Regions from separate parts of the Mus musculus genome. Here all the other regions are linked to region 2. Evidence: chromatin contacts called from public Hi-C, HiChIP or PLAC-seq and promoter capture Hi-C data. All regions are on one chromosome and are shown on one strand. The core of a region is the stretch at or near the end of the contact, and the rest is flanking DNA. Distances in the headings are between cores, read along the strand shown. Region 1 holds the start of Mgat4e (MGAT4 family, member E). Region 2 holds the start of Mdm4 (transformed mouse 3T3 cell double minute 4). Region 3 holds the start of Tmem183a (transmembrane protein 183A). Region 4 holds the start of Cyb5r1 (cytochrome b5 reductase 1). Region 5 holds the start of Ppfia4 (protein tyrosine phosphatase, receptor type, f polypeptide (PTPRF), interacting protein (liprin), alpha 4). Region 6 holds the start of Btg2 (BTG anti-proliferation factor 2). Region 7 holds the start of Srgap2 (SLIT-ROBO Rho GTPase activating protein 2).

Region 1 (3,491 bases), core at 877-3,376, 1.5 Mb after region 2:
CCAGGCAGTGGTGGCTAACAGTTTTTGTTTGTTTGTCTGTTTGTTTGTTTCATGACAGGGTTTCTCTGCATATCTCTAGCTGTCCTGGAACTCCCTGTGTAGACCAGGCTGCCTCCTGAGTGCTGGGATTAAAGGCCTGTGTCACCACCACCTGGCTTAAAGATGTTTTTCTTTCTTTCTTTCCTTTTCCTTTCCTTTTCCTCTTTCTTTCTTTCTTTCCTTCCTTTCTTTCTTTTCTTTCTTTCTTTCTTTCTTTCTTTCTTTCTTTCTTTCTTTCTTTCTTTCTTTCTTTCTTTCTTTCTTTCTTTCTTTCTTTCTTCTTTCCTTCTTTCTTTCTTTCTTTCTTTCTTTCTTTCTTTCTTTCTTTCTTTCTTTCTTTCTTCTTTCCTTTCTTTCCTTTCTTTTTCATTTTTTTATTTTTATTTTTTTTTGAGACAGGGTTTCTCTGTATAGCCCTGGCGATCCTGGAACTCACTCTGTAGACCAGGATGGTCTTGAACTCAGAAATCTATCTGCCTCTGCCTCCCAAGTGCTAGGATTAAAGGCGTGTGCCACCACTGCCCAGCTTATTTATTTATTTTATGTATGTAAATACACTGTCATTTTACTCTGGCGAGAGGAGAGCATTGGATCCCATTACAGATGGCTGTGAGCCACCATGTGGTTGCTGGGAATTGAACTCAGGACCTTTGGAAGAGCAGCCAGTGTTCTTAACTGCTGAGCCATCTCCCTAGCCCCTAAAGATATTCTTAATATATTCCTGTCTTTACTCAGACTTAGGCCTCAATTAGAACAGGATTCTGTTTCCTTGAGTAAGTTAAGTGAGTGTCGGGTTACTGGGACACAGGCCAGCTCAGGCTCAGAGGTGCCTGCATCCAGTCCTATTCTTGAGTATCTTTTCTGATTGCTCCTCAGCCTTGAGAAGCAAGGCTCCCATGGGCTTTGTCAACGAATTCCATTCTTGGCCTGCATACTCAGGACACAAAAAAGAAATTGTAGTCACGTGGTTTCTGCGCTCCAGTGGCCACAGTATTCTCCAATCTCCTTCATTCTCAGGAATGTTTCCCATCTTAGTTGGCTTTAATATTTTTAAATTAATAAACTTGTTAATTAATATTATTACCCTTTGTTTTTTTAGAGGCAGGGTCTCTCATCAGGATAGCTCTGGCTGTCCTGAAACTGCTTGCTTCTACCTCCAAAGTGGGAAGATTAAAGGGCATATGCCACCACACCAGGCCTAAATTTCTTTTTCTTCCTTCCTTCTCTTTTTCTTTTCTTCTTTTTTTGATTGTGAGCCAAGCCTTTAATGGCTGAGCATTTTTCCAGTCTAATTTCTTCCTTCCTTCCTTCCTTCCTTCCTTCCTTCCTTCCTTCCTTCCTTCCTTCCTTCCTTCCTTTTCTTTCTTTTCTTTTCTTTTTTTTTAAATTATGTGCTTGTGTCTGTGTACACGTTAACACAGTGCCTGTGGGGGCCAGAAGAGGGTGTTGGGTCCCCTAGAACTAGGTTGTGAGCTGCCTGCCATGGGTACTGGAAACTGAACTCATGATCTTTTTTTTTTTTTTTTCTCGAGACAGGGTTTCTCTGTGTAGCCCTGGCTTTCCTGGAACTCACTCTGTAGACTCAGAAATCCGCCTGTCTCTGCCTCCCAAGTGCTGGGATTAAAGGCGTGCACCACCACGCCCGGCTCTCCCCTAATTTTTTGATAATAGTTACAAAAAAACCTTATTCATAATAAGATTAAACTTTCTTCCCTGTTTTCCTTAAGGCTTTTTGTCATGTGAGTGAATCACTTATGAAATTCTGTAAAAAACACCCAGATGAACAGACTTCTCCAAACCATAAACACATGGACAAGTATGCTTAATGGAAAAGGGCTATATAACTACAGTTAAAAGCCCTCAGCACAATAGACATACCTCAGTTCACTTCTGTCCTGCCTGTGACAGTGTTGGGCAGCAGAGAATTCTTTTCTTAACCCTCGAAGGTCAACGCTGTTCTGTAGAAGGCAGAACAAAGGGCAAGAGGAGCTGGAAAGGGAGCAGGTCACTCTAGGAATTAGGGACAGAGCCTGAGGTCTCTGCTGCTTACTCCCCTGAGCTCAGCTCCCTCTGTGATGTTACTATTCTGTCCCAGTCCCCCACCCCTACCCCCACCCCTGACTCATAGCATCAGAGGGGCATAGGTACTGGATACATGTGATGAGTGTGTACTTCATAATCCCTACCTACAAATTATTATTTGCCCTAAAAAAGCAGCAGTGGCTCTCTTTGAACGGAGAAAGAGATGCAGAGACCACCTTGCAGGGAAACAGGAACAGTGCACAGAGAACCGCCACGCCTGCCCCATCACACATCCATTCCGGCGACTCCGCCCAGTCTCTTCCAGTCCCTCAGGGTTCCTTCCTGCCCTCCTACTTCTACTTCCTCTCACCTTCTGAGTTTGTCAGCCTTGCTTTCATCCTCTTTCTTTTGCACGATCTCTTCTCCCTCTCTACTGGGCCTTTGCCATCATGGAAAAAGCAGGTCTGTTATCTTTCTGAGGAAGGAAAGTCAAAAAGGATAATACCTCTCTTGAACTCATGTTTCAAGTTCTGTCCTACTTCTCTGAAATTCTACACAGCAGGTCCTTGGGAGCGTGGACTTTAGCCCACTTTGCGTTCTTTCTCAGCAGATCTACAGTTTTGATTCCGCCTGGAACTGCTTCCTTTCTGACACCCACCTTCCCCGGCTTATCCTTTTCCTGATGCATCAGTGCACATGGTCCTAAAGCTTTCTTATTTTCCTTCTCATTCTCTCTGGCTAATCCCAGCCTTGTGTGTGTGTGTGTGTGTGTGTGTGTGTGTGTGTGCGCGCGCACGCACGCGCGTGTGTCGCTGGATGTAGTGAGTCCTTATCTCAAAACAAAACAAAATGCAAACAAAGAAGAACCCCAAACAAACAAAGCAACTACCTCCAAAGCAAAAATTATAAATCAAAGTCTGGGAGAGATGGCTCAATGGTTAAGAATACTTGCTGGTCCTGCAGAGAGCCCAGGTTTGAGTCATAGAACCCACATGGAGGCTCAAACCAGCCTGCAACTCTAGCTCCAGGGAATCTGATGCTTTCCTCTGACTTTTACATGCATTACACATGCATGTGGTACATACATACATACATACATACATTACAAACAAACATGTAGGCAGAAAATATACATAAGATACTTTAAAAAATTAAAATTATAGATAAAATCTAGTGTGTTAGCATATGCCTGTAATCCTAGCACTTGGGAGTCTAAGGTAGGAAGATCCTGAATTAGACGCCAACATAGACTTCATTAAAAAGACCTGTCAAAAACAGGAAAACAAGCAGGCCTTTAATAATACAGCACTGGGGAGGCAGAGGCAGATCTCTGAATTCAAGGCCAGCCTGATTTACAGAGTTCTAGGACAGTCAGGGCTACACTGAAAAACACCATAATAGGTAGGTAGATAGACGATAGATAGACAGAC
Region 2 (3,490 bases), core at 225-2,724:
AAGGAGCTGGAGGGGTTTGCAGTCCCAAAGGAGGAACAACAATATGAACTAACCAGTACCCCCAGAGCTCCCTGGGACTAAACCACAAATCAAAGAAAACACATGGTGGGACTTGTGTCTCTAGCTGTATATGTAGCAGAGAATGCCCTAGTCGGTCATTAACGGGAGGTAGGGCCTTGGTCCTGTGAAGGTTCTTTGCCCCAGTATAGGGGAATGCCAGGGCCAGGAAGCGGGAGTGGGTGGACTAGTGAGCAGAGGGAGGGAGAGAGGATAGGGGATTTTCGGAGAGGAAACTAGGAAAGGTAAATAAAGAAAATAGCTAATTAAAAAAAACGAAACAGGAGTTGTTTGTGGTCTTGACCAGTACAGTAAAAGAATACTGAAAGTAATACTTTGGACCTAAACAAACTTTTTTCCTAGCAGAAATGTATGAAGGAGGAGACTAAACTTGGATATGCAGCAACTGACAGCATTATTAAACGTTTCAAATATCTTTGACACATGTCGTGCCTGTCATTAGGTAGAGGTTCCTAATCCACAAAGACCTTTCTTGAGTAGGACAAGACAGGCATTGTTTTATCCAGATGTGTCATAATAAGAGTGGTGTCAAAATCTGGGGATGTACAAGCATCGTTGGGTGGTGTGCTAATTAAAGTTCATATTCGTGGTCCCGGTGAGGTAGAGGAGCAGGCTGTTTTGGAGGCAGGGGCAGATGACTGTGAATTTGAGGTCAGCCTAGTCTATACAGCAAGCTCCGGGTTAGCCAGGGCCGGCCACAGTGAGATTCTGTCATAATAATAATAATAATAATAATAATAATAATAATGAGATTCTGTCTCAATAATAATAACACAACATATTCGTGAAGAATATTTTTTTAATTTTTTAAATGCCCCAGGTCCGTATGAAGACCGCAAACAAGTATCTTTCACACACTAAAGCAGACAATTTGCAGCCCTAGAAATTATTTAAATCTTAAGTCACGCCAATGACACTCTCCAGGTCTCTCTCTACGACTCCTTTCCTTCAAAGTGCCTCACCCACCCCGCAAAGTGGAAGAGCAAATAAAAGATCAACCCCTTCACTTCGCTTTCAGTCTGTTAACTGTGGACTCCGTTTCACCACACTCCATTTTCCTCCACCCCGGGGTCGAAGCGCCACCCTTCCCCCACAGCCCCTTCCACGGCCCCGCGGCCCACGCCGCCCTCCGCGCCCCAGGCTCCTCCCGCCCGGTTCCTAGCTCCGAAGCCTCCGGACCTTCTGTCCGCTCCCCCGGCCCCCCGCGGGCCAGACCCCAACACCACACCTTACGGCCGCTCCATGAGTCGCTCCCCCTCCTAGCTGGGGGAGGGGTGGCAGCCGGAGACCCTAAGGCCTGCACTGCATTTTGAAACTGCGAGCAACGGCAGCACCACTTCCGGCCTCTCAAACCCAGCGTTCGCAAGAGCTTCCGGGGAGGCCGGGGGAACCATAGAGCGGACCCTGGAGGACTAGAGAGCTAGAAAGGCTGAAGAATCTACCATTGAGTACACACTAGTCCGGGAAGAGAGCCTCCGGACCTCCGAGGTCAGACAGAGATAGTTTTCTATTTTATTTTACTATTGAGTCAGGGATTCTCTGTGTAGCTCTAGCTGTCCTGGAATTCACTATGTAAACCAGACTGCCTCCCGAGTGCTGAGATTTAAGGCTTGCCACAGCATACCTTGCTTGCATAAAGAGGTTTTGAAAGAAAATAGAGGCTGGTCGTGGTGGCGCACGCTTTTGATCCCAGCACTTGGGAGGCAGAGGCAGGCGGATTTCTGAGTTCGAGGCCAGCCTGGTCTACAAAGTGAGTTCCAGGACAGCCAGAGCTATACAGAGAAACCCTGTCTCGATCGAAAAAAAGCGCCGCAAGACCGGGGGGGGGGGGGGGGGGGGTTAAGCGAAAACCCTGCCACAAGAAGCGAAAGTATGAGCTGGGACGGCCCGCTGCCAACACGAAGATTGGCCCTCGCCGCATACACACAGTCCAAATTCGAGGAGGCAATAAGAAGTACCGTGCCCTGAGATTGGATGTGGGGAACTTTTCCTGGGGCGCTGAGTGTTGTACTCGCAAAACAAGGATCATTGATGTTGTCTACAATGCATCCAACAACGAGCTTGTCCGCACCAAGACCCTAGTGAAGAACTGCATCGTGCTTATTGACAGCACGCTGTACCGACAGTGGTACGAGTCCCACTATGCACTGCCCCTGGGCCGCAAGAAGGGGGCCAAGCTGACTCCTGAGGAGGAAGAGATTTTAAACAAAAAACGATCAAAGAAAATTCAAAAGAAATATGAGGAAAGGAAAAAGAATGCCAAAATCAGCAGCCTCCTGGAGGAGCAGCTCCAGCAGGGCAAGCTTCTCGCCTGTATTGCCTCACGACCAGGCCAGTGTGGCAGAGCAGACGGCTATGTGCTCGAAGGCAAGGAGCTGGAGTTCTATCTGCGGAAGATCAAAGCCCGGAAAGGCAAATGAGCCTCATGCGTAGTGTAATAAAGGTGTCTGCTGTTCTATTAAAAAAAAAAAAAAAAAAAAAGACAACTTCCATATCCCATCTCTAGTCTTCTCATTTCCCTACAAGCTAACCCTTCCTGATCCTTTGACTACTTTTCTTTTTTTTGACATGTCAATGAGCCAGCTTACTCCCTGGTCGTTATTTTCTGGACAAGAATTTGTGTTAAGATGTGGATCCCAGAAAGAGATGTTTTTTGAGACAGGGTGTAGCCCTGGCTGTCTTGGAACTCACTTTGTAGACCAGGCTGGCCTTGAACTCAGAAATCTGCCTGCCTCTGCCTCCGGAGTGCTGGGATTATTAAAAGGCGTGCGCCACCACACCCGGCTACAGATGCATTCTTATACAAAGAAAATGGGACCTGATCTCCCGTACACACATTGTATGCTCCCTACTATATTTTGGTTGGGCGAATTATTTAGTTGGGCTTTTTGGAGGATCATACAAATTCATTATTTCCAATGTAAACATTACCCGTTTTGTTTTGTTCTGTTCTAGACAAGGTCTTACTATATAGCTCTGACTATCCTGGAACTCACTATGTAGACTAGGCTGACCTGGAAACTCAAGAGATCTGCCTGCTTCTGCGTGTCTGCTGCTAGGCATAAAATCTTATTGCCTCTGCTCCCAGCTCCTGTTTATAACCTTTCCCCACTGGAAGATCCAGAGTTCCTTGAAGGAGCTGAGGTGGTGATTCTCTTTCTGAAGTTGCGGACAATGAGCTTAAAGTCAGCAGAGTTTCCTCAGAAGAGAGGTAAGGGCACTTATAGGCAAATACCAGCCAACTATTCCCCTCTCTCCTTTTGCAACCACTTTTGTTTGCTTACATTGCTTTGGTTCTCTTCTGTTTTGGAGACAGGGTCAGTCACATTTTGCAGTCCTGATGGCCTGTAATGTATGATATAATGCAAGCTGTCTGGAATTAGAGTCAGTCCTCTGCCTGCCAAACTCTGGG
Region 3 (3,573 bases), core at 131-2,630, 1.3 Mb after region 2:
ACTAAATAAATCTTTAAAAAAAAAAAAAAAAGGTTATCACCGACAATCACTAGTTCCTTGTAGATCTCCCCTCACATTGAAGAGCGACAGCATCCATCACCACAGACAGAGCTCAGTGCTCAGGAAAGCAACCCGTACCTTTATGTCTCTTGCTCTTCTTTTTTCTGGAGACTGATCTTTCCTGAGTGCTTTCTTCCTGGGCATCCATCTCATCACTGCTGTCCAGGATGTCACATGGCTCACCCACCCCGGAAAGAGCCTCCTCGGCAGGAACCTGGGACGCTTCCAAGCCACAAAGAGATTTTACTAGGAGGAAACAAGGAGAGAATGAAACGCACTTGGTCCCATCTGCAAAAATCTTGAAAGCAAGACAAACATAACAAAAAAAAAAACAAAAAACCCAATATGCCAAAGAAATGGAAGTCAACTGCATGGTAAAATATGCACAAACTACCAAAAAAAAAAAGGGGGGGGGGACTGGTATCAAGGAGTGGCAGTGGAAATTAACGAGTACAAAAAGTTGTGTGGGATTTTGTTCTTGTTTTGGTTTGGTGGTTCTTCTGAGACAGGACCTCACACTTGCTAGGTAAACCAGGCTAGCCTTAAACTCACAGAGATCCACCTGTCTCTGCCTCCCCAATGCTGAGATTAAAGGAATGCCCACCGCAGCTGGTCACAAAGTTGGTTTTAACTCAAAGAGGAAACAAAACCATTTCGGCTCCGGAACCTGCTGATCCTGGCTACACACACCCATCCCATCCAGGATACGAAACGAGAAAGTAAACAGTGGGAAGAGCAAACACGTTCATGACCCAAAGGTCAGTAGAAAAAACACCGGGACGCAATTCCAGGTAAATACAACACCCAATGCTGTCTCTTAAAAGCTTGGGCCTAAAAAGACCCACGAAAGCCTACCTTCCTGCTGAATAGCGTTGGCCACGGCTTTCTTGACCCGTCCAGACCTCACCACCGCCGGATCCGAGTTGGCATAGTCCGCCACGGTCACTGAAACAGAGCAAAGCGCCAAGGCCTCCTCAGACTCGAGGCAAAGTCTCCGCCACCGCTCCCCGCCGGGTCCCGCCGCGCCCGCCCCGGCCGCCCAGCCCGCCTTGGCCGCCCAGCCCGGCCCCGCCCCTCGCCCACCTCGGCCCGAGCAGGCGTCGTGGGCCCGGAACTTGAGCCGCTTTCCTCTCTTGGGCATGGTGACGGTGTCCCGATGAGGCCCGCCTAGCTGGCCGGAGCCCCGGGCCATGTCTCGGCCCCGAGAGCCGGCTCCCGGAGCCGCAGAGCACCTCCACCCGGCTCTGCGGCCATCCCCGCACCGAGGCCGCGGCTATCGCGAGGACTTCGGCGAGGGCTCTGGGTCCCGTTGATTGCCGACGCCCCTCTCGGGGAGCCAATCGCCTCCGGGGCCCGGTGACGTCATCACCCGGCGCCCTCAGCCGCAGCGGAGGCCAGGTTCCCAAAGCGGAGCGGGCTGTAGGACGGGGAGTGCGTTGTCACCGTCTTCATCACCGTCTTCTCTGGGGCGTTTGGTCCTCCAGACCGCGTTCTTTAGAACTAATAATTTACATCGTGGTCCACTTCAGCATCTAGATTGCATATATCTTGTTTTCGTCATTCTCTCTTTCCCACTTACGTCAAGTAACCTGAACGTAAATATCAAAGCGGTCGCTATAATTTTGCTTACAAAGGCTTTGAAATTCTCTCTGCAGATCAGTGGCTAACTCCTGTAATCCCAACACAGAGAAAGGATCAGAAGGTGAGAGTCATCCTCGGTTCGTAGCCAGCTGGGCTACAAGAGATGCTGCCTGAAAAATGAGTAAATGTCTGAATTCTCAAAGTAGAAGAGATTCTTAAAAGGTTTCCCATCACCATCATCCGAGCAAATTCTAGAAGGATAGATGAGAACATATAATTCCTTTGTATTAAAAGAGAAGTCCCGTGTTGTGTCTTTTTTTCTTCTAATTCCCTTTCAGCTCCCAAAGTGTTAACAGTCCCTGGCTTAAGAAACAGTCCTTTTGACCCAGGCAACCCAACTGGCTAGATCTACTCAGAGAGTGCCCTATAAGACACCTCAAAGGGGTCTCCATTTTATTCTACCTAGTACTGTGCACAGAAGTTCATAAAGAGCAAACCACATAACTTACTAGAATTATGAAACAGTCTACCACCAGGGATCATAGAATAAGGCTTGGATCACTTGGGAATGATAACTGAAACAACATAATTGGTTATAATCATGCTCTAATTTATCTAGAATTATAACAGGAAGCAAAGGTCTAACAGCCTATAATTGTTCTAAATAATTTTCCATGTATACATAATTAATGTCTGTAGTTGAGTTCAAAATACAGCTGGTCAGCACAGAGCCTTCTCATCTCACGTTACCAGTAAAAATTTAATGAGGCTTTCATGCATGTAGATCTCTGCTCATGTGACACTCTTTAATACTCACACCCAGGAGTCCAAAGGGAATCAAAGATGCAAGAGACTCAGGCCCTATTAATAAACCACTAACTGCTTTAAAAACATAAGGATTTTAGCTGAAATGTTCTCTCATTTTAATCCTTTGGAATGAAAAACATGCTAGTTACACCAAAAAAATTTCTCTTTCAAATTTTGATTGAAAAAAATCTTAAACAAGATTTCTTGGAGTATTTAGCCAATTTAGAGGAACAAAGAACCCATACGTCTTTTATTCCTCATTTCAATAAAAAGTAACAAGTGGAGGCCTAGGAAATGCTTACTCTAGAAAGTGCTTGCCAAAAAAAAAAAAAAAAATGCTTGGCAAGACTTTATCATCTCTCAACCTCCACATAAAAGTCAAGAGTTGTGGGGTTAGAATGGTGGCGATGGGGACTCACTGGGGATGTGGGCACAGGCTATTCCCTAGGGCTCACTGGCCAGCGCACACACACACACACACACACACACACACACACACACACACTTGAGCAACGAACTTTCAATTGGTTGCATTAATGATCAGACCCAATTTTACAGGTTCTTTCTCAAAAGATAAACAGAAAAGTTACCTAATTTACCATTGTATTTAAATAGAAGTTATTTAACCTAACTAACGGGAGAAATTGGTCTTTCTCAAACAAGTGGGAAATGTAAGGACAATATGTGAATAGTGAAAGAATTAATATGTCCACTATACTCCTGCATTACATTGTAACTTTACTTTGTGCTAATAGTAAATATTATCGTGTGTGTTTGTTTTAAGAGCCTTTCTTTAAAGCCTATCCTGGTTTTTATGGAATCTTTGGTCAGTGCAACATCCTATTGGAGACAATCCAGTAACATGAAAATGAAAAGAAGTACAGGTTGTTCTCTTCAGCGTCCTACTTTTCAAGAGAAAGCATATAGCCAGGAGTGGTGGCACAGGCCTTCAATCCTAGCCCTCAGCAGGCAGAGGCAAGGGACATCTGTGAGTTTGAGGAAACCTGACCTACCACAGCAAGTCTCAAGCTAGAACTTAACAAGAGCTTTCTCAAAAGTAAAAATACATTTAAACAGAGTATAGAATGTGAAGTTAAGCTTGCGTGGGTAAAAATCTATAGGTGT
Region 4 (3,647 bases), core at 568-3,067, 1.4 Mb after region 2:
AAGAAGTTCTGCTTTCCTACTTTCTCACTGTCTTTCAAGATTTTGTCTTTCAAGCAGGTAAATCAACATTCCCGAGGCGGACCAGTGGATGTGCATCCCCGCCCCCCTAGAGCACACAGGTGGCAGCTGTTACCCCCAGTCTCAGGACATTTCCAGCATGTGGCTTTCAGTCTGAGTTAAAAATTTAGGTTTACCTAGAGGGCTAGAAGAGTAGATTTTTCTATATTAATAAAGATTGGTTTTTATTTTGATAGACAGGCTTAGCCCCTTAGCTGACCTCTGGCTTTTCACCCTTGCTGTTACTGCAAGGTGTCCTTAGCTCAATAGGCTGTGGAAAAAACAGGGATGAGGAGGAACGACTTCCAGCTCCTATTTTACCCACAAATCGTGGTGTTATTAACGACATAATTCTTGCTTAGGCTTTGCTAATTCTGAGGTTGATAATTCTCCTTTAGGAGCTGCACAGCACTCAGAACTGTGCATACTGGTTTGTGATTGTACAAATTCAGTATGGGCACCGCTTGGTGCAGAGATACTTACTGCAAGGGAAGGTCCGGCTTGACCATTTCTGAGTTTCCTGTGAGATAAACCCGGTTTGAAAGAGGTTGGTACCAAATTTTGGTTAAAAATAAAAAATATTCTCCGGCTCTACCTCGCCTCCCCAAAAGGTACCAAGAGCCACATGTGTGGGTTTTACCCACGGGAGGAATCGGGTCCATGTCCACCCAAGCCAAGGTTAAAAGCCCACTCATCTACGGATGAGAAAATCATTTGATCACCTCAGTTAAGCGTTGCCTTATTTAACTTAATTAATAGGGGGGAGAGAGATTGGAGACGTACTATTGAAAGGGCAAGCCCTTCACTGCCTCCCACCCAAATAAAAAGGCCAATTGGCCTTGTACTACAAGAGCCGGTCACTCCTTCTCCCTGTTTCCCACCTATCATCCAAAAAAGCGGAGAAATATCAACTTAGTGTTATTATAGTGTATTTCACATTTGTTCAGTCAAACTTAGCCAAAGTTCCAACGCCCTACTTAAAATTCAACTAGAAAGTTACCTACCAAGTACTAATTAGCATTATAAAGTCAGAGCCTACAGCTCCAGGCTTTTCAGTTAGTTGTTCACTAAGATAAGAAAGGACAGTCTTAAGCCAGATACAGTTTACCATAAGAAAGGTTATAGAATCCCAGTGAAGCAAGTTTTTTTTTAGCCCTAGATTCCAGGCAGAACTATTGAGCATAGATAATTTTCCCCCCTCAGGCCAGCTTTTTCTTTTTTTTTTAATTTTGTTAATAAAAGGGAGGAGATGTAGTCTCCCCTCCCCCAGCCTGAAACCTGCTTGCTCGGGGTGGAGCTTCCTGCTCATTCGTTCTACCACGCCCACTGCTGGAACCTGAGGAGCCACACACGTGCACCTTTCTACTGGACCCGAGATTATTCGGCGGGAATCGGGTCCCCTCCCCCTTCCTTCATAACTAGTGTCGCAACAATAAAATTTGAGCCTTGATCAGAGTAACTGTCTTGGCTACATTCTTTTCTCTCGCCACCTAGCCCCTCTTCTCTTCCAGGTTTCCAAAATGCCTTTCCAGGCTAGAACCCAGGTTGTGGTCTGCTGGCCGGACACAACAGCTAGGCATTTCAATTGTCTGGCAAAGTAGCCTGTTTGGGGAAGAAAAAAAAAAAAAAAACAAGAACTTTCATCTGAAAGCTTCCTGTTCTATTTTAAGCCTGTGCGTGGCTCAACATTCCACTCTCCGTGAGACTCTCAGACCGGCGAGATTTCTCATCATGCTAATTAGCCTGGCTCCATGTCAGACAAAACTGTCATCCTTTGGGGTAGGTCTAAGTTGCAGAGAGAAGAAAGCTCTCAAAAGGAGGGCCTGAGACGGCCAAGATACCCACGCCCTTGGACCACCTACTCCGCACGGAAGAGGGGGGGGCATAGTCCCCGCTAGTCCTGCCTCAGTCAGGCCCTCCTCCATAGACCACGCCCCGGAGAGCTCCGCCTCCGGGCCCGCCCCGCGGCGCATTGTGGGATCTTTCCGCCCCACCGGAGCGGGACGCACCTCTAGGTCATGGGGATCCAGCCGGTAAGACCCTCGTTCTGTGCCCTGAGCCCGGGGTCACCGCCTCAGCTGGTTCTGGGCAGTCTGCCCCGCGGGGCTGTGCCATACCCACCTTGGATGCTGGAGTCTCGCTGCACGAGCTGCGGGCTGAGTTCACTGCTCCGCTTGCTTCTGAGGTTTTGGCATGCTTTCTCGCTGGAGCTCAGGATCGCTACTCCTGGTCCTCCACCCACACCCTGGCACTTCCTCAGCGTGGCGATCACGCTTCCTCCTCTATCCACAGAGCCCGGTCTTGCTAGCCTCTCTGGGGGTGGGGCTGCTTACTCTGCTCGGCCTGGCTCTGGGTACCTACTTGGTTCGAAGATCCCGCCGGCCGCAGGTTACTCTCCAGGACCCGGATGAGAAGTACCTGCTGCGATTGCTAGACAAGACGGTAAGTTGTGAAGAAGTGGGCTAGGGCAGAGAGTGGATACTTAGTTTGAGGGATAGCATCGAGAGTGGTTGGATTGCTCCAAAAGACTTGGCAGGCCAGACCTGCCTGATGAAACATCTTGTCATCTATCCTCTAGACAGTGAGCCACAACACCAGGAGGTTCCGCTTTGCCTTGCCCACCGCCCACCACATTCTGGGGCTGCCTGTGGGTAAGAAAAAAGGGAGTGGGCTTCTCTACTTGGCATCGTATGAGGGCGAGTCACTTCTTAGGTGGTTTTCCTGCTAAGAAAAACCATTGCCCTTCTGTCAATCCTTCAGCCCATGAGGGACCACTCTTTTAGGGTGTGGCTTCTGTGCCCCTACGCATCTCTAACCTCCAGGCTTCTCTCTTTCCTTAGGACTTATTATAACCCGCCTCCTATCCCAGAAAACACTAATTTTCCATTATGCAAATCCTCTGCTTACCTGCTGCTGCTAAGGCCCTGGCAGTAGGGAGTTTCAAAGGTGGGAGGAGGCAGGAGATACTGCGGAGGGGTCCTCTCAGTGGGACTGCAGCTTATGTGTCTCTCTCCATGGTTCCCAGGTAAGCACGTCTACCTCTCTGCCCGAATTGATGGCAGTCTGGTCATCAGGCCTTACACCCCTGTCACCAGTGATGAAGACCAAGGCTATGTAGATCTTGTCATCAAGGTAAGTATATAGAAAGGAAATCTCCGAGCTGGGGGGATGGCTGGGTTGTTGAGTAAAGCACTTGCCATCCAAGCCTCAGTTTGGACTCATGTAAAAGTTGAAATCTCAGCATGTCTCTACTGGAAAATGGGAAATGGGTATCTGAGAATTATTAGAAACTCAGAGTTTGGGGGGAAGCTAGCCTTTCGAGAACAAGAAAGATGTGTATGCATACATGTGCATACACACGCAGAGACGCCAAAAGAAAAGGAATCCAAAGACTCTGGGATTTTTAGAAGCTTCCTGGATTCCTCTGACAACAGGAAATGATGAGTCCTTTGTGGGTCTAAGGGAAGGGAGAAAAGATTATGGGTGTAATACGCTCTGATTTGGTTTTCATTACATCTCAAATGTGGCATTTTCTTTCTTTCTGCCTCATCAGGTTTATCTGAAAGGTGTGCACCCCAAATTTCCTGAAG
Region 5 (4,064 bases), core at 1,033-3,532, 1.3 Mb after region 2:
TTATAGGTCAGTGAGCTAGCAGGCCAGAGAGGGGACAGATGGTGACTTATGTGGTTGCAATACACACTTGTCTCTCCCTCTGACCCCAGTCCCTCCCTCCATTTCTTCCAATTCCTTAAGTGGAACCCAGACTCTGGGGCTGGTTTTGCTCTCTCAGTCTTTCTCAGTCCTCACTCCCAGTGCACACATTTGCACAAGCACACATATGCACACTATGAATGTATTGTACACACACACCTCTATACTGCTCGGCCAGTATAGCCCACCATGTTCTTAGAACAAATCCTTTACCAACTTAACATAGTACAGCTCTTGGAGGCCCACGGAGAGCATTTCAGCCGTAACAAAGCCTCAGTTAACTTCCCTGCACCTTAAAACCCCGTTGGCACCCAGTCCCCTGGCCCTCCTGAGCTTCACCCCTGCCTCATCAGCAGCACAGTCCAACTAATCACCCTCTCCCCAGCTCTTGCTCTGCTATCCTCAGAGGCTCAGAAAGGACCCACAGCAAATCCTCCTCACTCTTTCCAATTCTAAGGTTTCAGTCATCACTCAGAGAGGACCCACGAGCCTGACTGCCGGCCCTACTCCGTTCCTCCAATCCTTCCTTCACAGGCCAGCTGCTGGGACAGAGCTCATATACTGACATCATATACATGCTCAACATGACATGCCCAACGGCACAGGCCCAAAGCATCCGATGAAAACTCCCCTCACACCACGCTCCTGCAGCCACTCATTTCTGGAGAGGGTGTCTTCACTGCACAGTGTCTAGGGCCCCCAAAGCCCCCCAACCCAATGTGCTATCCCTCGTCTCATTACTTTGGGACATCATTTATCTTGAGAAGCCTCCTCAAATCTTAGCCCCAAATCTAAGAAAATAGCCAATATAAACCATTCAAGCTGTCATTTTTACTAAAGACTATCTGGCCAGTTAACAGAGGTGTGGATTCTGTGGGTTAAGATCCGGTTGGCTTTTTTGTTTTGTTTTGTTTCTGCCATTCCACTAACAGGATAACTAAAATGTATATAGGGGAATGTGTGCCTATTTCGGGTACCATCTACCTGCTCCATGGCCTTTAACAGCTTTTGGATAGGCAAGTATCTATCTCTCTAGTATGGTGTCTGGCATGTAGTAGGTGCCCAATAAATGTTTACTCAATATTGAATAAAGTACTAAGAGCCAATTCCAACAAGTCTGGAAAGGACTGCAGGGAGTCCCTGAAACCTGGCTCCTGGAACAGCCTTCTTAAGCTCACACCAGGAGGGACTCATCAGGCTAAGCACAGCCCCCTTAACCACTTGCTCTCCACGAACAAGTACTGAGGAGCTGCCTCAACTCTCCTCCTCTCCAACACATCTCTCCTCAAAGGTGACATCAGCACCTAGTGGCACTTAGTGCTAGATCCCTCCTCCTTCTCAGAGAAACCACCTACAACATATTTCCAAGTCCTCCAGGCCAACCTCCCTTCCTACCAATCATAAAACCCTCAACACCCGTGCTGGGAAATACCCCTACTGTGTTCACTAATCAACCCTATCATTCCCACCCCCACCCCAGTTCAGTAATCTCTATTACGAACCTCTTTTCCTGTTGCGCCCACCCTCATCCCCACCCCCAACCAGGCCCTCGGCTGGCCATTCCTTCCACCCCACCGCCCCAGCACTGCGGAGATGGGGGCATCTCTGGTACAGCCTGACAGTTGAAGGAATGCAGAGCTGGCGATAGTAACCAAGGGCGAAAAGAGGCATGCGGGAAGGAGGAAGACCCCCGGGAAGATCGAAGACTTCAGCCTCTCACCAGCGCTCGCCCAAAGAAGCAGAGTTGGCCCCCAAGCCCAGAGGCGCTTTTGCTCTGACTCTCCTGGAGAGGATGAGGGGGCGCAGTCCACCCGGCTGCCCCCTCCCAGAGAGAGGATGGAGCTGAGGGCGAACTCCACGCCCTCCCTGCAAAACGGGCATCGACCCCCATCCTCATCCCCAAGGGCACAGGGCACAGCAAAGGCGAGGGGCAACGAATTCCGCGCCCCGCAGAGATACATCCAGACCAGAAGAGGCTGTTTCCCAAGGCGCACTAACAGAGACTCCTCCTCAAACTGTTCAGGGGAGCTGGAGCTGGGAAAAGGGGTATCCTTCCCCGCGGAGTGGCTGTGGGTGCTCACCTGCGTGGAATCGCCGAAGGCCCAGCGGTAGCAGGGCGCCGCCCCCGACCTCGGCAGCGCGAGGCGTCCTAGAGGCAAGCCTGCAAAGGTAGCTGCAGCCTCCACCGCCCAGTACCGTGGCCTCAAGGACCCGCCCCCTTCCTCCGCGGATACCCTGGCCCCACCCCTAAGGGCGGGGCCTGGCCATATCCCCCGAGGCCACGCCCCCACGCCCGGGCGCTCCCCAGCCCTGGTTCGCACGTGACAAGGGCGCTGCTTTGATGCTGTGCGCCATCTTGGTCGAGCCTGAGAGGGCAGGGCAAGCATTTAATCTGGTAGATGTTCTGGCCCTAAAACTTGGAATGCAGAGCACATCCCTCTTTTCCTCTGTTGAACTCACCTTCCTAAGTCTAGTCTGTTCCCTAAATGGCCAGTCGTCTGTCGCCCTTCACACCTGTTCTCGCTCACATATTTTTAAGTGGAGAAACTGGAAACCCAGATACTCTTGTATTGTAGTATGTGCCTCAGTGAATTGTGACTTGCTTTTGGGCATGTGACTGCCCTAACGCTGTTACTACAAAATGAAGTGTTTGTCTGATACATACATCCTATGAAAACATGCTCAAATGCCAAAATTCTGACAAATTTTAGCTAAACCGATTTTCCTGAATTGTTCCCTTTCCCTGCCCCCGTGGCTATTAATGTATCTTTTCCATCTGGTTTGTGAAATTTCATTTCAGTGCCTACTCAAATCCTTCACAGATACCCCATAAGCACTGTTATGAGTGTGAAGAACTGTTTTGGGTTTGGTTTTTTTTTTTTTTTTTTTTTTTTCTCCCTTTTTAGGTTTTTAAGACAGGGTTTTTCTGTGCAGCCCTGGCTGTTCCGGAACTATGTAGACCAGGCTGGCCTCCATCTCCTAGATTCACCTGCTTCTGCAGGCTGCCTGTGCTGCCACCACCCAGCAGCAGTGAACTGTTCTATATACAATGTGCACATAGGCAGTTACAGATATATACACATCTTGCAACAGTGTCCTATAAAGGCTGAAGCTGAGGTCAGTTAACATAGCCTTTCATTCCCTCTCTCCCAATATATCCAATTTTCCTTTCATCTTTAGAAAATGGCAAGGAAATTAATTCTGATAGGGGTTGAGAGGAGCTGAATCTGTTATTTGTCTGACACTCTGAACAAGAATATATACATCAAGAAGTGAAAAACATTAGTCAGTTTTTAAACCCAGAGCCTACCAAGTTTCAGTCGTTCTCTAGGTGGACTAGTTTTTACAAAAAGGCAATCCTTGACTCTTCACACCCTTCCATTAACAAAACATGAATAATGCCAGAAAAGGCAACTCAGCCAATGCTGAGGAGACTGCAGCCATGGTAACCATGAAGAACCATTTTACCAAGTGTTGGCAATGTGCTAAGACCACAGCAGAGGCAGCAGGAACTTCAAAGGGAGGCTATAGCATCTATCATCATACCATGGAGTTTGACATAAAAACTCACAAGTTGAGCCAGAAAACAATTAAGCCACATTTATTTCACCCACTCAGGGTAAACCTAAATGGGAGACACACAATCCACAAGGACAACTTCCCCTGCTCCATGGCATCTTTTGTTCAGGGAACTCCAGACTCTGTGCTTCTTTTCTTCTGCCTCTAGGCAGCTTCTGACTGCAGAGATCTGTGGAGGCTTACTGTCCTAGGGTTTTTGTTTGCTTTGTTAATTAAGTACCCAAATTCTGGTGGTTCTTTTTATTGACCCAGGCTCACTATCTGTTCAACCAGTGACAGCATGCCCCTCAGTGTGGGTACGGCTGCTGTCAGCAGCAGCATTAAACAGATGCTTAAGAATGGTCTTTAAATAGCATGGGGTGGGGAAAGATAAAAACCAACATACTCATTTAGCAATTTAGCTCACA
Region 6 (3,665 bases), core at 832-3,331, 1.1 Mb after region 2:
CCAACCCATTCCCCTAGGCAAACACTGGCTCACAGATGCAATCAAGAACAGTTCTCTCCAAAGGCACCTGGGGAGGCCACTTCCAAGCAGCTCCCTTTAAAGAATTGTTTTTCTTTTTCTTTTTTTTTTAAAAAAAATCTTTTGGTTTTTTTCCTCTTTTCTTAAAAAAAAAAAAAAAAAACATGTATAAATAGCTCTTCATTTTAAAAATACAGTTCCCCAGGTTGAGGTATACGGTGGCCTGTTGTCAGGGCAGCATGAGAACAGTAGAGTGCCAGGGTCGGGTGGCTCCTATCTAGCTGGAGACGGCCATCACATAGTTCTTCGAGGGGCTGCTCCTGCCCAGCATCATCTGGTTCTTGCAGGTGAGGAGCCCATAGGAGGCAGCCACCGGGGCCTCCTCATACAGGACACAGATGGAGCCATCCTCCCCGATGCGGTAAGACACTTCATAGGGATCAACCCACAGGGTCAGCTCACTGGGCAGCAGCCGGTGCAGCTGGGGCTGGCTGAGTCCAATCTGGCTGGCCACCTTGCTGATGATGGGGTCCATCTTGTGGTTGATACGGATACAGCGATAGCCAGAACCTTTGGATGGTTTTTCTGGAAACCAGTGGTGTTTGTAATGATCTGTGGAAAAAAACAAGAGGAAGATGCGCCGTTAGAAAGCATTCTCTGATGTTTACCACAAGGGGAGGATGAGGGGAGAGGGCTGGGGAGGAGACTTCCTCTTCTCAGCGACAGTATTTAAGAGCCTCTCCTTAAACTCCCCCTGCCACTTAGAAAGATTCCTGGGTCCTTTCCAAGTTTTTGTACACTGGAAAGCAGCCCCAGAGCTTTCAGGTAGATGCTCTATGGTGGTCATGGATATTTTTGGCACAATCCTGTTTAAGGCAGGAAGGGCTAGCAAGAACCGGCAGGGCCTCTGACGACCAAGGCACTGAAATTTCAAAGCCGGTAGGTAAGCGGCCAATGTTGTTGGTTGCCCAACAAGTCACAAGGCCTCTCATCCCTTCCGCATCAGAAGAGTTTTGAGATCTTTAGCAAAGGTAAGGGGATAAAAAATGGTTTTGTTTTGATGAAACAGCTGTTGGTCCTCAGATCTGTGCCAACATGTTGAGAGATGGCTATCGCAGCCCAAGGCAACCAACCAGTTATAACAGCTGCGGACAGAGGCTAAAGGGTGGCTTATCACTCCTCCACCTCCGTCCCTCACACCCTGCCTCCATAACACACACACCCCCTCCCCGCCCTCGCAGTTGGCTAGGCTACCAGGCTCTTTTCTGTACTACAATAGGTGGCAGATGGTGAAGAGGGACCAAAAAAGAAAAAATACAAAGGGGGCCCAGATTACAACTTGCAGCGGGTAAACACGCGGCAGAATGGGCCTGTATGATGACAGGCTCAGGACTATACAGCAACAGTGGCTAGGACTCAAGAGTTGTCTAGAAAGTTCAATTGCGCATAAAAGTCGCACAGCTTGGCCTGGCTTCACATCCCCTGAGGGTCTGTTGTTCTCCAAGATTCGGAGATAAGGGTGAGCTCGGACTCTGAATACACACACACACTGACTTTTCTCATGGTGTTGTCAGGGTCTCAGAATGTACTCAAGGAAGAGGGTCGGAGCCTCGGGAGCGAGGCGGGGACTGGAGGGCTGGGAGACGGGGACTTAACCGAAGGGACAGAGGACCATCAGTGGCCTCAGAGATTAATTAGAGAAAGACATCTGAGACCCGGAGTTGTTCGCGTAGGGGTCCCCGTCACAGAACAGTGATAAAGACACCCCAGGCAAGAAGTGGCCGCGCCCGAGTGGTTCCAAGACCCCGACGTGTGCTCACCGGTCAGTGCGTCCTGGAGCGCCCTACTGAAAACCTTGAGTCTCTGCTCGCTCACGCAGCCCCGAGTCCTCAGGAGACTGGAGAGGAAACCCACGGCGGCGGCGATCTCCGGGAGCATGTCGGTTCTCTTCCCGTGGCTCATACCGGTGGCTGAGGAAGTAGCTGTATTAGAACGATGATGACGGTCTGGCCACCTCTCGGGCTCTGCCCGGACTTTCCCCGGGCTGCGCCTTTCATACCACTCGGGGAGGCGGGGAGCCGTCGGTGGCGCCCATTGGCCGACGCTGGCGGATGGGGGCGTGCCCCTCCGGTGTCTCGCCTCTCCCCTCCGCCTGCGCCCGCCCCTCTCCGCCCCGCCCGCCAGCTCGCCCGCGCCTCCCAGGCGCTGAGGTCATCGCTCACTGACGTCATTATTGGGAACAAGCACCGGACTCCCGTGCTGTGGGAGGCAGGCGGGAGAGGGCCTTGGACCTGGGCAGAGGAAGCGCGCTACACCGGGCATGCCCGGACGTCGTCTCTGCACAGCGCCAAAACCCAGGTTGCCTGCTGCCTCCTCCAGGATGCCCTCGCCGATGTTATTTCTCCCATGTCTCCTGACAGACACTGACAGAGCCGTTCACCCCCCTACCTGAACATCTCTGCCACTCATCCCCCCAGCTGATCAAAACGGGTTCCTCGTGTTTTCAGCAATGGGGATTGTATTCTTTTTGCTTCCATAATAATTCCACCTCCCCCAACAAATTCTGCTCTTCCTCTTCTGTAATTGCCTAAAAGTAATCAGCTCTCACTGTTTGGTGGGAGGAGTGTCGAGGAGAGTATTTTCTGTCCGTAGGGTTATTTTTCCAGCACTCACTTTCCTTTAAATGGCAGTGTCTGTGTGTGTGTGTGTGTGTGTGTGTGTGTGTGTGTGTGTGTGTGTGTGTGTGTGTGTGTTTAAGTAATCTGGTGTGAATTGTACAAAGTTTTCCATCAGTTCCCTGCCCCTCCCTCTTCCCTGATTGTTTTCCTTCCTTTTTGTGCACTGAGGCTTTTGTAAACACTAGCTCCCCAGAGGAAAGGCTTCAGGTCTGGCTTGTCTACACGCAGGGGCTCAGGGACTGGTGCCAGGAAGCTAGGCAGACTACTGAGTGGGGCAACTTGTCACCCACATCTCTGAGCCCTGCACAGGATGGGGCCTGAATTTAGCGCCATGGCTTGTGTAAAATCCTGTTTTCCCTGAGTTCTAAGCCAGGCTTCTCTCCCTGTATCCCTGGTCTGAGCCACCAGCTTCCCTACCTGGATCCTCTGTATCCACCCTACCCCATTTCCCTCTTCCCTTTTCTCTCCACTGTCTGTTTTGCTGCTTGTTTTTCTTCAGTGGACTTCCCATCAATACTTCTGTCCCTTTTCCCACATGCTCTATCCCTCCCTCTAAATGTCTAGTGCTCCCTCTAAAGCTACCTCCCTCCCTGTTCCCCCTTTCAGACAAAGCTACTGATCACTGTCCCTATAGCACCCAGACCCTCTTTTTGCTTCCTCAGACCTGGTCCCAAGACTGTTGGCTTCTTCATCCCTAAATAATCTCAGTGGGTTCCTTCCCCTCCCATGCCCAAAGCACCTTCCCGGAAAGAGTCTTTTTCTAAAGTGTCCATCTGCTTGCTCTTGCCTTGCTCAAACCATCTGAGACAACCCCTCCCCCCCTTGCCAGGTTGCCTGGACTCATTTGCCTGACCAGCAAGACATTTCATCATTTTCTACAAACGACCTACCTTTGTAGGTTCCTACCACTTTGTACTATAGGGTCCCTTTCGTCACTGTCAGAAGACAGTATCACGACAGCTCTGCCAT
Region 7 (4,092 bases), core at 1,337-3,836, 1.5 Mb before region 2:
TGCCTATGGCCCCTGACACTGCTGATCCACCTATGAAACCACCTCTGGGGTCAACTTACCACCTGCTCCACCCAAGAAACAAACGCCCTGAAAATTGGGGTGGAAACGCATGCTTCACCAGTCCGCAGAACATATGCTTTATGCTAATTTTCAAAATCCTTACCTTTGACCTGAGTATCGTACTCTGCGATGATCTCCTTATCCTTTTTGAATTTGGCTGGAGACGTCATGTTTTCCTTCTTTCTTCCAAATCCGAATTGTGAATTGATAGATCCACGGGAAAAATCCAACCACTGATATCAATGCCTCCAAGGCCACTTCTCCCACAGGCAGAGAAATGCCCCGCGGTGGTATCCAGAGCTCCAGGAGAACACGAGCGGCGGGATGGGCAGCCGGCTACTGCACACACATGCAGACTGTGGGCGCTGAGGCCGGGGGTGGGGAAGTGGGGGGCGGCGGCGGCTGGCTTAAGTACTAAAGCCCTAACCACAACCGCAGCATTAACCAGGAGAACTGCAGCGCCCGGAGGCTGGCCTGGGGTCTGACATCAACGACACAGGCTGGGAGTGGAAGTCCTTCCGCACAACATGGTGTAGGGGATGCGGGGGTGTGGACGCGCCCAGCTGTGTCCCTAGGAGGGAGTGGGTTTGTCTTGGGGTGCCAGAGGAGGGCTAGGCGTTCTTCGCGGGATTGTGTGTGTGTGTGTGTGTGTGTGTGTGTGTGTGTGTGTTACCAGCTCAAAGATTCTGCAAATCAAATCCCAAAAGGGTGCCGCTGCAGCGCAGAGTGGGTCGGAAGTCTTTGCTCCGGTTCACTAGCCTGTAAATGCAAGAAAAGGGGGGAGGGGGCGATCAGTCGGAGGGAAGATCCTAATCGCAACAGGGGTGGGGTCGGGGATGACACTCCAAGTCCAGCTTTGGCCCATTCATCTTGGCCTAACAACGCCCGCTCCGCCCGAAGACCCGGCGTGGCGATCAATGTAGGGAGGAAAAATGTTCCCTCCAGGTTTTAAGGCAGAAAGAGAACACTTTGGAGCAGCCGGCAGCGCGTGCTCCGGGCGGAGACTGCGGCGGGAAAGCTGAGCTGCGGGTGGGGACTGCGGCACCTCGGCGCTTTCCCAACCCTGCTAGCCCAAGAGGGGTCCTCCCGCCTAGCCCGCGACGCGGCCCCTGACCTCCGGCTGGGGCACCTCCCAGACATCTACAGGATCCATACCAGAGGGGACAACCAGATGGGCACAACTTTTCTTCCCCTGCCACCCCTCCTCCCAGTTGTTTTGTTTTTGGTAACTAGCTTCTCCTGGCAGCAAAACCGGGGAGGGGGGTGAGGGGGGTGGAGGGGGGACGCTGCAGGAAGGGCCCGCTCCGCACGGGACATCCAGGAAAACAATGTGGTCGGCAGAAGCAGGAAACGAGCTAGAGGCGAGGGTCTAAACCGGGAAAACCCGGAGATGGGAGGCGGCAGGCGGCGGTAGCCTTCCCCAAGCCAGGTATGAGAGTGACTCTAAATGGCACCCCCCCCCCAGTATTTTTTTTGTCCCCCAAGCCTAGGGATCACAAATACCGCACCCAATCCCAGTCGGGTGGGAGGCATCAGTGAGAGTCGCTCCGGGAGGCGCGAGAGGCGGCGGCAAGGAGGCTGAGGGAAGAGCTCCAATGCTGCGGCGGGCCCCTGCCTCCTAGGCCGCCCTGTCCCCGCCGGCGCACAAGCGGCTCCAGGCAGTGTCGCCTACTCCCGGCGGCTGGAGGAAGGGCCGCGCGCAGGAAGAGCGAGCAGAGGCCGCGCGGTGCGGGAGGACAGGAAGCAGGAGGCGGGCGTGAGGTGGGGTCCTGAGGCAGGAGAGAGCCCGGGCCAGCTCGAGCCGCCCAAGCTTGGACGACCAGAGAGGGCGCCGAGAGGACGGCTTTGGGGGCGAGGCAGTGAGGGAAACCGCGGTGGACCGCTGCAACGTGAAGTGTAGGATGTTGGCAACTTTCGGGACCCGCATGAGGTTTGGGTATCAGAGTGGGTGGAGAAGCCCTGGGAGACAGACTGGAGGGCTGGACGGAGAAAGCACCCTGCAAGCCGTGAGGAACACCCCATCTTTCCGGGTCCTGGGCTGGCAGCCAAGGCTAGGAGACCAGGGACGAGACCAGCGGACCGTTACGGCGAGGCCCCTAGGTGGACCCGGCCAACCGTGTGCAAAGGGGCTGCGGGAGGGCGGTGTCGCCGCGTGAGGACCGTCCTCGGCAGTGCAGGGATGGGCGGAGAGATGAACAGTCCCGAGAAGTATTATGGGCTGCACTGGGGGATTTGGAGGGCCGGGGAGGGCGGTATGAGGACCGCGGGCGGCGACACGGCTAAGGCGGCGCCGAAAGCAGCAGCATCCGCAACGCGTCCACCCGCCCAGTCCCGGTTTGTTCAGTCAGAGCAGCAGCAGCCGGGCGTACGGGGAGGGAAGGGGAGAAGGAGCCTTTACCTGGCTCTGCCGCGACCGGTCCCAGGCCCAAGGTTCCGCTTCCCACTTAGCGTTCTCCTCCCCGCCACCCTCTTCTACGCAGTTCGGCCCCCCAGTTCCCTAAGGAGACTCCGCCAACTCCGCAAGACCCCGCCGGGAAGCTGAACCCACCCCTTTGCCAATCACCGCCCGCCTAATAGCGACTGACGGGGACTATAGCCAATAGGAACAACTGATCCATAGACGCCAGGAGTAGAGGCGGGGCTGACGAAACTTAGAGGTGTGGCGAACACTAGCTGCCTAGGCGCAGTCCTAGAGTGAGCTCCTCCCCGGCCTGTGGAAGCCTAAAGTAAAGCTGATGGGCGGGATAAAATGGAAGCGACAGCCAAACACAAACTCTCAAGAGAAGACGGGACCAATCGGACCGGGAAAGGGAGGAGGGAAGTTCAGCCAATAAATAGTAGAGAACGGCCTGGACCTTAGTGTATCCACCAATAAGAAACTCGGGGTGTGTCTTCCAAGTTCACAGGGGGGAGGGTTTAAGCCGAGCAGATGCTGGCCAATGATCTTAGGGGCTGAGCTAATATTAACCAATCAGAGAGCCGATCTGATATCGGCACCGTTACTGGGGCGTGGCCTCTGAGCTCACGTCAGGAGAAGGCCCTTGGCCTTCCAATGTGGGTCTGGGGCAAATTCTAGTCCTCCCAATCCCTGCTCGGCGCAGGCAATTCAAACTGACAGCGGGTTAGAAAAAGCAGAGAAAGCGGAAGAAAGAGCAAAACCCGGCGTGTTCGCTGACTGACTGCAGCGCGAACTGAGCCTATTCCGAGGCTTCTCCCCTCCACCTCGCTACACCGCTGCTCACTTCGGAGCGACCGCTGTGGAAGAGACCTTACGGGTTACGGGCCGCAAGTGCGAGAGCTCGGCCGGGAGAGGACGCCGAGAGCCGTGGTGCAAGGGAGAAAGCCCACGGGCGAGCTCCGAGAAGAGGGAGCGGGACGGGGCCAGAGCCCGCGTGGAAAGGGCTGAGGGGCGTTGAATCCTACGAAGAAGCCGCGTGGAGCTGAGCAAGAATTGGAGCGCTCTGCGGGCGGAGCTCGCGCTGGGAGTGGTCAGAGAGGCGAGGCTTTAAAGGGAAGAAGCCCGCTGGGAACTGGGAAATCGCCCAATTCCGGAGCCGGGGTCGGAGCTGAAGAGTAGAAGATTCTTGAAGACCAGAGAAAGTTAAACCTGTTGCGGAAGTTTCCCTTCAACTCCACTTGTCTCTCCCCACCTTGAACTCCATTTCCCTTCCCTCCCCAAGTCAAAAGGAAGTAAAATTTGCTCTTCCTACTCAATAAATACTAAGTTTCCCTTTCCACCAGGAAAATAGGACTCTCTTCCCAGTTTTAGAGCGTAGAGAACGAGAGGCCTTCCGTCTTGATTGTTAGCCTGAGGAAATCAAAGTTTCCCCTTTCAAAATTCTGCACCTCTTTCAACGTGGGACGCTATGTCTACCAACAACTGTACTTTCAAAGACCGATGCGTATCCATCCTGTGTTGCAAATTCTGTAAACAAGTTCTCAGCTCTAGGGGAATGAAGGCTGTTTTGCTGGCTGATACTGACATAGACCTTTTCTCTACAGACATCCCTCCTACCAAGTAAGTCTGACGGG

The links. Promoter capture Hi-C pulls out the DNA fragments that hold promoters and counts their contacts. A called contact is a pair of places that touch in the nucleus more often than the background predicts. HiChIP or PLAC-seq counts read pairs in DNA pulled down with a chosen protein or histone mark.
Region 1: a contact with region 2 is called in an H3K27ac HiChIP or PLAC-seq map of embryonic stem cells, with 6 times the contacts expected there. The contact joins the promoter of Mgat4e here to the promoter of Mdm4 in region 2. A contact is called at or near these places in 1 of 39 promoter capture datasets (liver) and 1 of 115 datasets of contacts at active chromatin or transcription factors (embryonic stem cells).
Region 3: a contact with region 2 is called in a promoter capture Hi-C map of pre-B cells, with 4 times the contacts expected there. The contact joins the promoter of Tmem183a here to the promoter of Mdm4 in region 2. A contact is called at or near these places in 2 of 39 promoter capture datasets (embryonic stem cells and pre-B cells).
Region 4: a contact with region 2 is called in a Hi-C map of B cells, with 6 read pairs. The contact joins the promoter of Cyb5r1 here to the promoter of Mdm4 in region 2. A contact is called at or near these places in 1 of 39 promoter capture datasets (liver), 3 of 484 Hi-C or Micro-C datasets (B cells and the G1E-ER4 cell line) and 2 of 115 datasets of contacts at active chromatin or transcription factors (astrocytes and thymic regulatory T cells).
Region 5: a contact with region 2 is called in an H3K4me3 HiChIP or PLAC-seq map of stem cell-derived neural progenitor cells, with 6 times the contacts expected there. The contact joins the promoter of Ppfia4 here to the promoter of Mdm4 in region 2. A contact is called at or near these places in 1 of 39 promoter capture datasets (embryonic stem cells) and 1 of 115 datasets of contacts at active chromatin or transcription factors (stem cell-derived neural progenitor cells).
Region 6: a Hi-C map of B cells shows a contact between it and region 2, with 8 read pairs. The contact joins the promoter of Btg2 here to the promoter of Mdm4 in region 2. A contact is called at or near these places in 3 of 484 Hi-C or Micro-C datasets (B cells, the G1E-ER4 cell line and regulatory T cells), 6 of 115 datasets of contacts at active chromatin or transcription factors (astrocytes, double positive thymocytes, embryonic forebrain and 3 more) and 2 of 9 other capture datasets (adipose tissue and liver).
Region 7: a contact with region 2 is called in a promoter capture Hi-C map of erythroid cells, with 9 times the contacts expected there. The contact joins the promoter of Srgap2 here to the promoter of Mdm4 in region 2. A contact is called at or near these places in 1 of 39 promoter capture datasets (erythroid cells) and 1 of 115 datasets of contacts at active chromatin or transcription factors (pancreatic cancer cells).

What each region holds. Positions count from the first base shown.
Region 1 is chr1:134,547,556-134,551,046 of GRCm38.p6, forward strand. Mgat4e (MGAT4 family, member E) reads right to left here and starts at 2,127. Exons shown (of 3, transcript NM_001145300.2): 1 at 1,918-2,127.
Region 2 is chr1:133,023,942-133,027,431 of GRCm38.p6, forward strand. It overlaps Mdm4 (transformed mouse 3T3 cell double minute 4), which reads right to left and starts at 1,475. Exons shown (of 11, transcript NM_001302801.1): 1 at 1,307-1,475. Gm41953 (a long non-coding RNA gene) reads left to right here and starts at 2,792. Exons shown (of 3, transcript XR_878532.1): 1 at 2,792-3,289. It also overlaps the pseudogene Gm29257.
Region 3 is chr1:134,360,619-134,364,191 of GRCm38.p6, forward strand. It overlaps Tmem183a (transmembrane protein 183A), which reads right to left and starts at 1,381. Exons shown (of 8, transcript NM_020588.2): 1 at 1,144-1,381; 2 at 916-1,005; 3 at 139-306. The coding sequence starts at 1,252.
Region 4 is chr1:134,403,964-134,407,610 of GRCm38.p6, forward strand. It overlaps Cyb5r1 (cytochrome b5 reductase 1), which reads left to right and starts at 1,818. Exons shown (of 9, transcript NM_028057.3): 1 at 1,818-2,090; 2 at 2,350-2,499; 3 at 2,636-2,708; 4 at 3,083-3,189; 5 at 3,611-3,647. The coding sequence starts at 2,076.
Region 5 is chr1:134,342,434-134,346,497 of GRCm38.p6, forward strand. It overlaps Ppfia4 (protein tyrosine phosphatase, receptor type, f polypeptide (PTPRF), interacting protein (liprin), alpha 4), which reads right to left and starts at 2,283. Exons shown (of 29, transcript NM_001374777.1): 1 at 2,160-2,283. Tmem183a (transmembrane protein 183A) reads right to left here. Exons shown (of 8, transcript NM_020588.2): 8 at 3,664-4,064.
Region 6 is chr1:134,077,074-134,080,738 of GRCm38.p6, forward strand. It overlaps Btg2 (BTG anti-proliferation factor 2), which reads right to left and starts at 2,082. Exons shown (of 2, transcript NM_007570.2): 1 at 1,839-2,082; 2 at 1-630. The coding sequence starts at 1,980. The coding sequence ends at 296.
Region 7 is chr1:131,524,775-131,528,866 of GRCm38.p6, forward strand. It overlaps Srgap2 (SLIT-ROBO Rho GTPase activating protein 2), which reads right to left and starts at 2,587. Exons shown (of 23, transcript NM_001081011.2): 1 at 2,459-2,587; 2 at 164-819. The coding sequence starts at 230. It overlaps Fam72a (family with sequence similarity 72, member A), which reads left to right and starts at 3,129. Exons shown (of 4, transcript NM_175382.4): 1 at 3,129-4,078. The coding sequence starts at 3,927.